Linked DNA regions of Urocitellus parryii: region 2 is linked to region 1. The links are chromatin contacts, called in public Hi-C maps. All regions are on one chromosome and are shown on one strand. The core of a region is the stretch at or near the end of the contact, and the rest is flanking DNA. Distances in the headings are between cores, read along the strand shown.

Evidence for each region. Hi-C and Micro-C count contacts between places; a contact is called where the count stands out from the background.
Region 2: a Hi-C map of muscle shows a contact between it and region 1, with 3 times the contacts expected there. The contact joins the promoter of LOC113175926 here to the promoter of LOC113175931 in region 1. A contact is called at or near these places in 2 of 2 Hi-C or Micro-C datasets (liver and muscle).

Annotation. Positions count from the first base shown.
Region 1 is chrY:4,519,109-4,526,175 of mUroPar1.hap1, forward strand. It overlaps LOC113175931 (ubiquitin-like modifier-activating enzyme 1), which reads left to right and starts at 3,001. Exons shown (of 22, transcript XM_026380305.1): 1 at 3,001-3,079; 2 at 4,704-4,820; 3 at 4,948-5,003; 4 at 5,174-5,342; 5 at 5,429-5,563; 6 at 6,448-6,554; 7 at 6,774-6,864; 8 at 6,973-7,067. The coding sequence starts at 4,704.
Region 2 is chrY:4,753,612-4,760,678 of mUroPar1.hap1, forward strand. It overlaps LOC113175926 (lysine-specific demethylase 5C), which reads right to left and starts at 3,426. Exons shown (of 27, transcript XM_026380291.2): 1 at 3,415-3,426; 2 at 2,929-3,092; 3 at 1,701-1,778; 4 at 655-777; 5 at 193-363. The coding sequence starts at 3,078.

The DNA.
Region 1 (7,067 bases), core at 1,751-4,250:
AATGTCAGTCTACATATTCAGTTAAACAAACTCAAAGCTGAGCAAACCCAAGGAGATCCAAACCAAAACATATTGTGATTAAAGGTTAAAGACCAAAGGAAGATCATGAAAACAAAGAGAAATAACTCCACAGATAAAAAAGATTTGTAATAATATTAACAGGTAATTTCTCATTAAAAACCATGGATGTCAGAGTCAGTGGTATGATTTACTCAAAGTTCTAAAAGAGAATAACTGTCAACCAAAAATTTGATTTTATTATTTCTTAATCTGTCATTTTAACTCATATTAACTGTATAAATTGATGTGATTCACTGATATTTCCGTACATGCACATATCATGCATTTTTCTAATTTAGGGAGTTTTTGACGCTTTTCCAAAAAGGTGTTCAACAACCTCTTTTCTACAAGCTTCTTTTCTACAGCTTCTAACTTATTCTCTCCTTTCCATTTCCCTATCCCTAGTGACCAATATTCCATTTTATATGTCTGCTTAGGGGTTTCATTGAGTTAGATCATGTGATATTTATCTTCCACTATCCGACTGGTTTCACTTACTATTCTCAGTTGCATACAAGAAGGTATAAATGACAGAATTTCATTCTTCTTATGGTCAATTAGTATTCCATTAAGTAAATATACCACATTTTCTTCATTTATCTGTGAAGGGCATCAGTTGTGAATAATGCTATATAGTAAATATGGAAATACAACTCTTGTTTTGGTATAAGCATTTCAGATCCTTTGAATGTATACCAAGTAGTGGAAGTGCTGGGTCATATACAGTTCTGGTTTTAGTTTTTTGAGTAATCTCTATACTTTTTTGTAATGACTATACTAATTCACTTTCCCACCAGTACTGTGTTTTAGAGTATGTTGTATCGCATCCTAGTCAGCATTTGTTATTTCTTGTCTTTCTAATGATTGTCTTCTACTGAAATATGATGATATCTCATTGTGGTTTTGATTTATATTTTTCTGATGAGTAGTGAAAAAGAATTTTTTTTTGCATTTTTTTTGTTCGTGTTCATTTGTGTATCTTCCTTTAAAGTATCTGTTTAGTCTTTAACCCATTTTTAGTTGGACTTTTTTGGGGGTTGTTTGTGTGTCTACAATTTTTTTAGTTCCATATATATATTTTGGATGTTAAGCTCTGATTGGATATATAATTTGAGAATTTTTATTCCTTTTCTATAGGTTGTTTTTGAATTCTCTTGATTTTCTTTGCAGAAACTTCTTAGATTGACAGATTTCTATTTTGTCATTTTTAGTTTTATTGCTTATGATTTTGAGGTCTATCTAAAAAACTCATTGCCTATATCATAGTATTAAATATCATAGTTCACCCTACATTTTCTTGTAGTAATTTTATGTTTTCATATTTAAGGTTTAGGTTTTTGGTACACTTTGTGTTTGTTTTTGTGTCTAATAAGAGAAAGGAATGTAGTTTAATTCTTCTGTACAAGTATGGCCACTGAGCAACATCTTCAGTGCTGCCCTGCCCACACACACTTTTTTTGAAACAGGTCTTGCTTGCCCTTTATTTCTTTCGTCTAATTGTTCTTGCTAAGACTTCCAAATCTGTTTAAGTAAAAGTGGTATAAGTGGACAAGTTTGTCATGTTCCTGATCATAGAGGAAATGTTTAGTCTTTCAGTGATTGGGGCCTCACTAAGTTGCTGAGGCAGGCTTTGAATTTGCCATCTTCCTCCTCTGAAGTCACTGGGACTACCGGCATGTGTCACCACACCTGGCTTAATTTGCCAGTGTTTGATGGCTTTGTCAAAAATGAGTGGACTATATGTTTGTGGATTAATTTCTGAGTTCTGTATTGTATTCCACAATGATCTATAGATTCAATTCAGTCCCTATCAACAGTCCAATGACATTCTGTTTTCCCATTATTCTTTGTGTTTTAATAACAGAATCATTCAACTTTAGCAAATATAGTTTTGTAGTGAATTTTGAAGTAGGTATTGTGATGCCTCTAGTCTGGTATTTTGGTACTTTGGCTGTTCTGGGTCTTCTGTGTTTCTATATGAATTTTAAGATTGGTTTTCTATTTCTGTGAAGAAATAATTGGAATTTTGGTGAAAATTTCATTGAATCTGTAGATAACTTTGGATGGTATGGTTATTTTAATTATTTGTGTATGTGTCCTCTATAATCTGACAGTTTTTTTTTGTTGTTGTTGTATAGGTCTTTCATTTCTTTTGTTTATTTCTAAATATCTAATTTTAAGAAGCTGCTATAAATGGGATTTAATTACTTTTTTTACAAGTTCATTACTTATGTACAAAAAATGTCATTTTTGTATGTTAATTTTGTATCCTGACATTTTACTGAATTTGTTTTTAAATTGTAATAATCTTGATGGAGCGTTAAAATGTATCCAATTAACATTAATAAATATTTAATTCACTATATGCCAAACAGTGTTCTATAGGTTTTTCATATGCTAGGTTTTTCTTTTCCTTAAAACTAAATATCGGGTTTTACAGTGAAGTATAATAGGAGTATGAGACGGAAATTACACAACCTTGAGAACAATTTAGGAATCTTAAACTTATTGTGTGTGGCGCAGGGCAGGGTTGAACCCAGGTCTTCGGGTATACAAGGCAAACAGTCTACAAACTGAGCTATATCCCAGCTCATGGCATTTTAAACTCTTAAATCAAATGCTAATTTAAAAGCCCATGAGCGATTATGACTTATTCGGCATTGTCTACCTTTGTTGCAAAACTTTTTTTTTTTTTTTTTTTTTTTAAGAACGGGCTTTTCTAAGTTACCTGTGGTCTTGTGCCATACATAATTTATGATCAAAAGGCATAATTCTTAAATGGCCCTTCATTGTCCAAGAGTTCTTCGTAAATGGAGCTAATTAATATCCATTTTACTGACTCCAACCACCAGATGGAGTTATCTCCTCAGTCCTGTACGTAATTGAGTCGTAGGAGGACTGTTTACGTCATACATCATTCATAAGTAGGCGTGGCTCGTCTGCATCCTGGTTCCCGGAGGATCAAAAGTTTTGTTTCGGCCTCAGGCTCTGCGGTCGCCATCTTGTTCCTGTGGCTAAGGTGAAGGAGGTATCTTCTGTGGGAGGACCACAATCACAACTGCCCAGGGAGGGGAAGGCAGAGGTTGCAACTGTCGGCGGCCCCCAGTCTGCGGGGAGGAGGAAGTAGGAAGAGGGTGGCAGCCGAGTTTGACTTCGGCTCCTTTGGCGGCGCGACCCAGGAACCAGCATTGGTAACAAACGGCCTTACTGGGCGCCTAGCCCCTGGTAGAGGCGTCGGGAGGCATTGGAGGGGCCTGGGCCGGCGCTGAGCAGGACTCGATTTTTCTGGGGCGTACCGCGGTAACTGGGACCTTAGCTGGGGTGAGGGGAGGCGGAGCAGATCGCAGCCTGGTTTCTTGTTATCCCGAGGTTACCGGGCGGCTTAGGGACAGTTTAGGGACTCCAGACCCACAGGATCTTTATTTTTCTCCTTGTATTTTTCTTTTTTTCACCCTTTATTTTGCTACTCTGGGCATCGAAACCCGGGAAATGTACATGTTATTTCGCCACGCTTTTTTTTTTTTTTTTAAACAGTCTCGGGCCCAATATTTGGAATCAAAAACTTAATCACTTTCCTAGATTTTGTGTTTTAGAACTCCTTTGAGTCTCAGTGGATTTTCGCCAGTTTCAGTATTTCTAATCACAGCTAGTTTCACGAGTCTTTAAAGATCCTCCAGAAGTATTTGTCTTCCTGAAGGGGCCATATATCTAGAAGAGTGTATTTGCCTATTTATTTTAACTAAACATTTTTCCTGACATGGCTATTCACACATCGCAGGATTCCATCAAAGTCAACTTTCATAATCCAGAAGGAGACACATGGGGTGGCAGGGAAGGGGAAGTGAAGTGGGGAGGGGAGAGTGTGTGTTGTTAACCATCTTGAGCCTCCTAATCTCTGTGATAGTCCTTCCCATCCCCACATCCTCAGCCTAGCCTCAAAATGTGTATCCAGGACTTTGACCTACCTTTCCAGAATTTTTTTGTAAGAAGTTTCCTAAAATCTGATTTTAAAGACTATTTTCCCTCCACTCACCTTCAGAAGCATCCCTAAGTCCAGAATTTGACCCAACTCCTGCTCTCTTCTTATCAGTAACCCTGAGTTAAAAGCTGTCCTTTAGAGAACCTTCCCAGCATCTGTTTTTGAGGAGTGCTCTAATCCCATCTCTTTTTTTTGGTTCACATAAATCTTGGTGTTTCCCCTCCAAACCAGACTTCAGGGAGGATTATTTGAGCAAATAGTCTTCCATCATAGAGGTACTGTCTTTCTCACTTGTTCTTATCATAGCCTCATAGACCCTAACAGATTAGATTCTCATCACCCTTACAGAGACTCACTCCACTAACTTTATCTGGGTCCCAGCTCTGCATTCAGAAGTAGGGTTCAAAATTGGTTTCACTATTATTTGTCAGAAACCCAGTCCATCTTTAGAATCTACCAGTGACTGGTTTTTGAATCTTTTCTGTTCTAAATTATTCATGTTTATTCTCCCCTTTCTACATAGTCTTAGGTCCCAAGTATACCCTCTATGTGTTTCTCTTTAGAATAGGAATGTATTGTAGATCTTCTCTTTTCCCAGAATTACTTTCAACAGAAAAATCCTCCGCATTTGTGCCTCACCTCTTATGTTCATTTTTCTCTCCAGATGTCCAGCTCACTGCTGTCCAAGAAACGTCGAATATCTGGACCTGATTCAAAGCTGGGTTCTAACTGCTCTCCTACCTACTCTGTGAGGTTTGAAGTGCCCCCAGGACCAACAAACGTGAGTGCCTTCTTTCTGAACACTGGCAGGTGGCTTGTAGAGTGGTTGTAGGGAAATATCTTTTTTCAGCTATTAAAACCAGATTTTGTTTATCTTATCTTGAATGTTTTTTTCAATCCTTCCATAGGGAATGCCAAAAAACAGTGAAACAGACATAGATGAAGGTCTTTACTCCCGTCAGCTGTAAGTCTGACAAAAGTGGGACATAAAAAGTTGGAGTAGGCACAGCAGGATTGTGGGTAGATTACAATCCTTTTTTGTCAGATAAATAAATGTGGTGGTCTCAATTTTCTTTCAGTACAAGGTGGGTAGGGTTGGATGGGTCCAGCTTTTACTGAGATCTGTCTCGGCAGGTATGTATTGGGTCATGAAGCAATGAAGCATCTCCAGACATCCAGTGTGTTAGTATCAGGCCTACAGGGCCTAGGTGTGGAAATTGCCAAGAATATCATCCTTGGTGGGGTCAAGGCTGTCACCCTTCATGACCAGGACACTGCTCAATGGGCTGATCTCTCCTCTCAGGTACTTCTTCTTGACTCCCTTTCACAAAATACCAGTCTTCCTTAAACTCTGCATCTATTTTAGTTCTTCCTTCTTTCCCTTTGTAGTTCTACCTGCATGAGGAGGATATTGGTAAAAATCGAGCTGAGGTATCTGAACCCCGACTTGCTGAACTTAATAGCTATGTGCCTGTCAGCACCTACACTGGACCCCTTGTTGAGGACTTCCTTAGTGATTTTCAAGTACGTGAGTGTTACCCTGCATGCTGCCTAATTTTTACAAATAATTATATGTCTTATTTGTTAATGTTTTGGCCTTGTATATTAGCTTTTGTTCTGGAAGTTAGGGGATATACATAGGCAGCAATTAAACTCTTATCTTTTTGGGTGGGTGGTGAATCTCCTAATCTAGGAAGCCATACATTTGTGGTGTAGTGGTTTTCAAACACAACTTGGAGCTAAACTGCTCTCATGTTAAGTCTGGAACTCTTTTGTTTGTGTAACCAGGAACAAGCTTCTTCTGTGTTAGTTTTTTCTTTCTGTAGAGTAAGAACAAAAGCAATGTGTATTGTTAACAGAATTTTTTTTTTTTTTTTAGGGTCAATCTTAAAATAGTAGTAGGTAGTTAGTGTTAGAGATGTTTATTAAATAAGAGGAGCTTTGGGTGCTTTTATGTTGCCCTGACGACTATGATATTAAAACTCTTGAAACAGAAATGTAAACTTATTTTGGTGAATAGGAAAGGGAATTCAGACAGAAGTTCCATAATATATTTTCATTTTCTTGAGAATTGGAACATTTAGGTATAGGAATTAATCCAGACATTGACTGGAACAAGGGGTTGACTTGCATTTTTTCTTAGGGTACAGCAGGATTATAGATATATTGTAATCTAAATTTGTCAGATAAATGAATCTGCTTGTCCTTAGTCTTGTCCTTTTAGTACCTCTTTGTTAAACTGAGACTCCCTTCTGAGTCTGACTTACATTGATATTTGTTGTTGAAATGGGCCAAACCAGCAAAAAAGCCTGGATATTCTTTTCCCTTAACCCTCGGGATTTCCCTTTTATTCTCTTAGTCTGCCTTAGTCACAGGCCCTTGCCTAAACCTTTTGCTCTTAAATACAGGTAGTGGTCCTTACCAACACTTCTTTGGAGTACCAGTTGCAGGTGGGTGAGGTCTGTCACAGCCGTGGAATCAAGCTGGTGGTGGCAGACACTCGAGGACTGTTTGGGTGAGTACCTGCCCCTTCCTTCCGGAATCCTTGCCAGAATAAAAGGCTCTATTACCCTGTTTTCCTGAGCCAACAAGCTTTTCGATTCTGTGTGTTCACTCTTCTATGAGCATTGTCCTGAATCCCACTATAGATGGACTGAGTTTGCTTTGCATGTACTGGACTGTGGAGTGCCTCTGTCATGTTCTCAGGCCCAAGTCTTGTTATCTATCTCTATAGGCAACTTTTCTGTGACTTTGGAGAGGAAATGATTCTTACAGATTCCAATGGGGAACAACCACTTAGTGCTATGGTTTCCATGGTTACCAAGGTAAGGAGGTTAGCCCCTGGGGATTCTGGTAGACAGGTAAAAAAGGTTAGTCTTCCTATCTACTGGCACCTTAACCTTGCCTCTAAAATTGGTTTCTTTTCAAACTAGGATAGCCCTGGAGTTGTTACCTGCCTGGATGAGGCCCGTCATGGATTTGAGAGTGGCGACTTTGTCTCTTTCACAGAAGTACAGGGCATGAGTGA
Region 2 (7,067 bases), core at 2,176-4,675, 230 kb after region 1:
ATATAATTAGTAAAGCAGATATAAGATTTCTTTATACAAACAGGTTGCCCAAGGCTAACTTCTGTATCTCCAGACTCTTTATACAAACTTAGAACATCACAATGTAAGAGAAAAGCACAGATTAAAAAAGGGAAGATAACAACAAAAACAATTAAATCATATTAGGGCCCCAAACCATCTAAGGGTCCTCACCACAAGGTTGGCTCCAGATTGAAACATTTCATAGGGGTAAATGATGCGTTCATAGTGAGATCGTAGCAGAGATCCGATATTTTTTCCTGGTGGGTAATTAAGGCGCTGGGCTACCCGAGCCCACCGACGGTCCTTGCATATGGCTTCATAGCCACCCTCTTCCATTACAATCTGAAAAGATACAAAGGAATGTGAATAAACTGGACTGGAGAGACCCCCCCCACACACACACCCCAAAAAAGAAGAAGAAATAGCACTAAAACTTGAAATCTGGGATATAATCATCCCCAATGCCAACCATTTTAGGACCAAATATATTAAAAATATTATCAGGTTCTGCATTCATTCCTTTACTACCACAAAGATACAATGTTCTACTACCAAGCACAAGCATCCTCTATAAAAGAATGCTTTCTTTCTTTTCTTTCTTTTTTTTTTTTTTAACATATCAACTACTCTTACCTTACTAAGACTGTAGAGGTCCAAGATCTTCCGCTCCACATTGGGAATCTTTAATGAAGAGCCTTGGATTTCCCAGAACTTTGCAATCTGATCCAAATAGTTCAGTTTCACTCTTGTCTGAGCCTGAGGAGGAGAAGGCCCTATGAAGCTGGCTTATTCCTTAACTTGACTTTGTTCCAGTGCAAAGTGGGTAAAGAAGCAGTATCTTTATAGTACCAGTTCTCTACTAATATACTATACTTCAGGCTTTACTATGTACCTTCCCATGAATATCCACAAAAAGCTCAAATAAGCTGGGTCTTCAAGAGGAAATAAGGTGATACTTTAAATGAAAAAGTCTTCAGAGGCTACATTTAAAGAATTATGCAGGGCTTAAAGATGGCTTGCTCAAGACTTTTTAGGCTCTATTTAATGTTTTCCTTCAGATAGCCAACTACAGATAAAGCAATCAAAAAAAAAAAACTAAAATATTTTTCCATTCTATGTCAAATATTATCAAAATTCATTTTCTGAAAATTATCCCTTTTTAACTTTTCAGTCAAATGAAGCTTCCAGTACCCATTCTACTGAAAATCACAGCAGTAAAACAAAGTGTCAGTAAAACAAAATTGAATACTAATTTGAATATGAACACTTGGTTGACTGTTTTAAGAGGCAATCTTTGCTTCTGAGCGTTTACTTTACTCAAGATGTTTTAAAGGCCCTTTTACTACCTTGAGAAAATTCAAAATGATAAGAAAGGTTGATATAGGAAAAGAAATGAGAAACTAATTATTTATCTGTTTTTGATAGCTCTAAGCTCACTCTATTGCAGAATACATGAATCATTTCCAGAAATTTAAGGCCTTCCTCATAATCCCACCTTTTACAACAGTAATAATAAATTTTCAAAAGACTTCCTGAAAAATCAATACTCTAAGAGGAAACTGTAGTTAAAATTAAACATGCATGATTTCAAAGCCTAGATCCTTAACTACATTATTATAAAACTAACAGACAAGATTAAAACTTAGGTTCCTCTATAAAAGTGAACTTCACAAACTTACTTCCAGTTCATTCAGCCTCTGGATTCGAGGAGTAAATCTAAAGTTGTCAACTTCTACTGCAAAAGGAGGTTGCCAATCCTAGAAGTTAAAAAAAAAATAGGTGATTACAGCACAATGGAGAAGAAAGAGGATGAGAATTATAATCATTTGTTCCCTCCTTCCTGGTACTTATTTGCATTTTCAAAAGCTTCCAATGATTGCTTCTTGAAAAGAAAGTTAAAAAAGAAGAGCCATAAGGAAAAAAGCCTATTAATAAATGCTCTTCTTCCTCCTTAACACTCAAAAATCAAAACGAATAAAAAAACCTCCACATCCTAAGAGCCAACTTTACAGAAGGAAAAAAGAGAAAAGACATAAGTGAATAAAAGTATGTCTTATGAAGAATGAAAATAAACCTAATGTGAACAAAATTTATTTTCAAACCTAACCCAATATTTCTTCTTACCCTCAGTACTCTGGAAAAGTTGCATCTAACTATAATTATCAATTCTAAGAGAAATATGAACATATAAATAGAAAAAAAGCAAATGTGCAGAGTAAAAACCTGCCAAAAGAGCAGTAGGCTGTGCATAAATTTAGCCATCATTGTAGTTAGAAATTTAAGGCCTTAAACATTGTTTTGTTTAAATAATGATTCATTTGTCAGCATTCTTTATTTTTAATCAAAGCAGGGTATGTAGCGCAGTTGGTAGAGTACTTGCACAAGGCCCTGGGTTCAATCTCCCAGCAACTCCAAAAATTTAAAGAAATATTTTTTTAAAAGACACACTTTTAATTAAGCCAAATTCCTACCAGTTTCAATTAATAGTTTCAAATCATCAACAGAAAAGGCCTTTCCGCATGCTCCGTGCCTTTTTGTTTGTTTTTACACACTCCCAAGTTAAGGGAGAGAGAAAAAAATCCCAGGCCAAGTTGCTAATAACAACACAAATTTCTGTCTTATTCGCTGTTTCTGTTATTAAATCAAGCACTTCTGACTACGTTAATTTCTTCAGCATATGGCTCTTTGCAGAAACATTCCACGTCAAATCTTCATAACAAAGAATTTGGCAATTGGTCAAGTTTCCTGAGGCCCGGACTTAATAAGTAAGATAAGAAATGAGTTAGAAAGATTTAAATCTCAACTCTGAGGATCTAAACTTCAGATTCATAAATCTGAGGCCTTGTTAAATAAGGGAAGCCTAACGCAAATGAAAGCATTACCCTACTCCACGTTAAGCATACTTACCGCAGGTGGGCGTATCTTGCAAATGCCGGACTTCTCTGCAATCGGCCTGATCTTGGCTATGTAGCCAAGGGGGTCTCGAAATTCTGCCCAGCTAGGTTCGAACACCGGGCACTCAGGCGGCGGTAGGAAATCTTCGGACGCTGGCTCCATGTCCGACCTGAGTACTAAGACGCAAAATAAAATTCAATCTTTTCAGCGATGCATGGAACTTCCAGCTAAACACCGCGGCCGCAGGAACTTTACTTGCTTCCAAATTCCAGAGTTAGTTTAATCCCTGAAGCTGTTTACCAAACCTCGTGGCTCGCAGTTTTGCAGCCACCATCTTGACTATTCAGTGTTCCGCCTACTAATTCCGTGTCACTCCGCGGATCTATACTTCAGGTGTTATCTCCAAACCTGACACTCGTTTTACATGCTAAGTAAAAAATGAAAATGGAGGACCGAGTTCACCACGGGAAAATATTTTCAGCCTGACGGTTAACCCACCTAACTTAAAGAGTTCTCGAGCGGAACGGAAGGGAAGATTTTAAATAGTATCGCCGGATCTTTTTTCAAGGGAAGCATTGCGCACGTCACGCCTGCGCAGTAAACAGAAGGAGTGTAAAACCAGCAAGTGCGGTTGAGCAGAGAGAGAATTACTACCACAAGATTCGGCTCAGTATTTCTTAGTAGGTTAATTTCTTCAGTGTACGCATAAATGGGATTAATATTTCTAATGAATAATGAGAAGCAAAACAATGTTTCTATTTTTTCTGCGGGTGTAAGCTACAAGGAACTTAATGTGTTTACGAAAGTCCATACCAACAGCATATTAAGCCTTAATGTATTTCCAGACACGTACTGTTTGTTGGCTTTTGTGAAGAAAACTGTTACTACAATTTTATGATCATGTTACAATTATGTTCATGTACAATGTTCCACTTACACTTAACTTTCCTTGTATATATTTGTTATCATTGCACTTCAGACAGGAAAAAGGTGCTAAAAAACTTGTATAAAATGTGTTATCCAGTGTACATAAAATATACAGAACATGATTTTAAAAGAAGACACTGTGGGCAGGGGAGCAAAGCAAACTTTTGAACTGGCAATAACAGTTCTTTCATGTTTAATGTTGAAGCACAACGCAAATAACTAAAAGAAACTGCCAGAAATCCAGTCTGTCAATGCAAACAAAACTCCAAATCTCCCACTCCCCCGCCCCAGCCAAGGACACACACTTTATCAACAGAAAGTGACCAGATAGTAAATACACCATAGTAAGTGTCAAATGATAAAATAAAATTAAACAATTTTCTAGTTCCTTTTCTCTCAGAGATAACATATTTAAGAGAAAACCCGGAAAATGGTTGATCAGATTGATAAATGAGGAAACATTTCTTTTTAGAAGAGTATTTCAACTACACCTTGATAAATGAGGAAATGTTTCTTTTTAAAAGAGTATTTCAACTACACCTTGATAAATGAGGAAACATTTATTTTTAGAAGCGTATTTCAACTACACCTTGATAAATGAGGAAATGTTTCTTTTTAAAAGAGTATTTCAACTACACCTTGATAAATGAGGAAACATTTCTTTTTAGAGAAAATATGTATATTTGACTGAGTCTGGCTTACTTTCATTAACATGATAATCTCCTATTCGTTTTCCTGCAAATGGCATGATTTTTTCTTTTGTATGATTACAATTGCATTCATATACCACATTGCATTCATATACCACATTTTATCCATTTATTAATTGATGGACACTTAGTTTGATTCCATTACTTGGGCAATGGGAATCTTGTCTTGATAAATGTGGATATGCTGAATTCACTTCCTTCAGATACATACTAAGGAGTAATGCAGCTGGATCGTATGATAGTTCTCCTTTTAGTTTGGTGAGAAACTGCCACACTATTTCCATAGTGGATGAACTAATTTACATTCCCCTACATTTATTCCTATTTTTATTATTGATGATTGCCATCTGACCAGGATGGGAGGAAATCTCAAAGAAGTTTTGATTTGCATTTCCCTGATACCTAAAGATGTTTGAAATAAATTGTGTAACATTGGTCACATACTTTATGGAGAATTATTTGTTCAATCTATTCTGTTCAGTTTATTCTAAACAACACATTAAATGTGGATTTGGGACAAACTTGAGTTCAGGTTGCCTTCTAGTGCTGAAATAGTGACAATCACATTAACCTTAGTCTTGGGGCAAACCAAGACTGTAACCTTGCAATAGTTTAAAGATCCACAGCATAGAGAAAAGGAGCAACTAGCCTAGAATTTCTTGAAGGACAAGAAAAAACAAATTCAAATTATAAAGACTAAAATGAGTACTCAATTCTTTAATGTACAGATGGCATATGCATTTAAGCCAACAAATCTTCAAGAAAGCATGACCTCAACAAATGAACAATTGATGTCACTTGTTATGAGCCAGGATATAAGTGCCTTCACCAGACAAATTCCATTTCATAAAGAAATGCTTCTCCCATGAGAAAACTCCCACCTCTGCACCCCACATCTCTCTTAGCACACCCTGTTTGTCAATGGCATAGTGGCATAGTGATTGAAAAATATTTCTTTTATTCTTGTACAATGTATTCTCTGGCAGTGTACCCTGACTTGAGTCACTCTGGCCCATTTCCTATGTTGCCATGGTATTGAATTACTGACAGCTTGTGGTTTGGAGCTATAAAAACGTATCCTACCTTCTACAAAGGGTCAAAGTTTGCAGAGGTAACTTGCTTGCTGCCCTTTTCTCCTGCAGGCAAATAAAGTTCCATGTTCCACTTCAAGACTGACCTGGTGATTTATTTCAAACATGCCATAAGCAAAAAACTTTTGGATGCAGAATTCAAACAGTTTCTTTAAGGAAATTAAGTGAGCTTCAAGAAAACATAGGAGAAGATTCAATACTCTGAGAAATTTAACAGTGAGTGAGTAATCAATTGAAAAAAAAAGAACAGATTATTCAGTTTAAAAGTACACTAAGTGAAATTTACAACATGATAGGAGGCATCAGTAACCAATTACATCAAACAGAAAAAGAGATACTGAGTTTAAAAGCAGGCTACTTGAAAATACAGTCAGAGAAGATTTTAAAGGGGAAAGAAAGAAAAATGGAAAAAGCTCACAAGACATTTTATATCTCATTGAAATGCAAATATTTAAATTCTCAGAGTTCAAGAAGGAACTGAGAATGCCAGAGGAGATAAAAATATAAAGCTAAATGGACTAGGGATATTCCTTAGTTGATAGAGTGTTTGCCTCACATGCACAGGGCCCTGGGTTCAATCCCTAGCACCACCCACTCCCCTGGAACAAATATATATATGGCTAAAAGCAGGAGGAGACTAAAAAAACAGAAAGTGTAGGGAAAGAAAAAACACTTAGGAACAGAAAGATCAAAAGGCCCCCCAGTATACCCTAAGACATCCAGTGATCAATCTCTCCAAGTTTAAAGATTAAGAGAAGATTTTCCTGGCAGTCAGAAAAAATAAATGAGTATTGCACAAATGCTGAAAGCAGACTTCTTAGCAGAAATTCTACAAGTCAAAAAGAGAATGTCATGATATTTTCACAGTTCTGGAGGAATTAAGCAAAAAACACTGCCAACCAAGAATACTGTAGCCAGAAAAGATTTTTTTTTTTTAGGTGGACACAATATCTTTATTTTATATTATGTGGTGCTGAGGATTGTGCCTCATGCATGCTAGGCAAGCACTCTACCACTGAGCCACAACCCCAGTCCCAAGTTGTTTTTTTGTTTTGTTTTGTTTTGTTTTGAAAAGGAGAAAATAAGAAATTCTCAAACTGAAGCTGAAATAATTTATCAACACCAGAACTGCCCTACAAAACCATGTAAAAGAAGTTCCTCAAACCAAAAGAAATGCTAAAGACTAAAGTGGAAATATTAGAAGGTATAAAAATCACAGTTAACAATATAAAGACCAAGTAAGAATACTTGCATATTTTACATGGTAGAAACATGGTTAATATCTTTATTATGAAGACAAAAAACACGTCAAAATGAAAGTAGTAACTACATTATTGTTCCAAAAAGTAGAAAATAAAGAAAGATTAATTGTGAATGGATTAATTTACCTAGTTAAAAGGCAAAGAGTAACTGATGGAGTTTG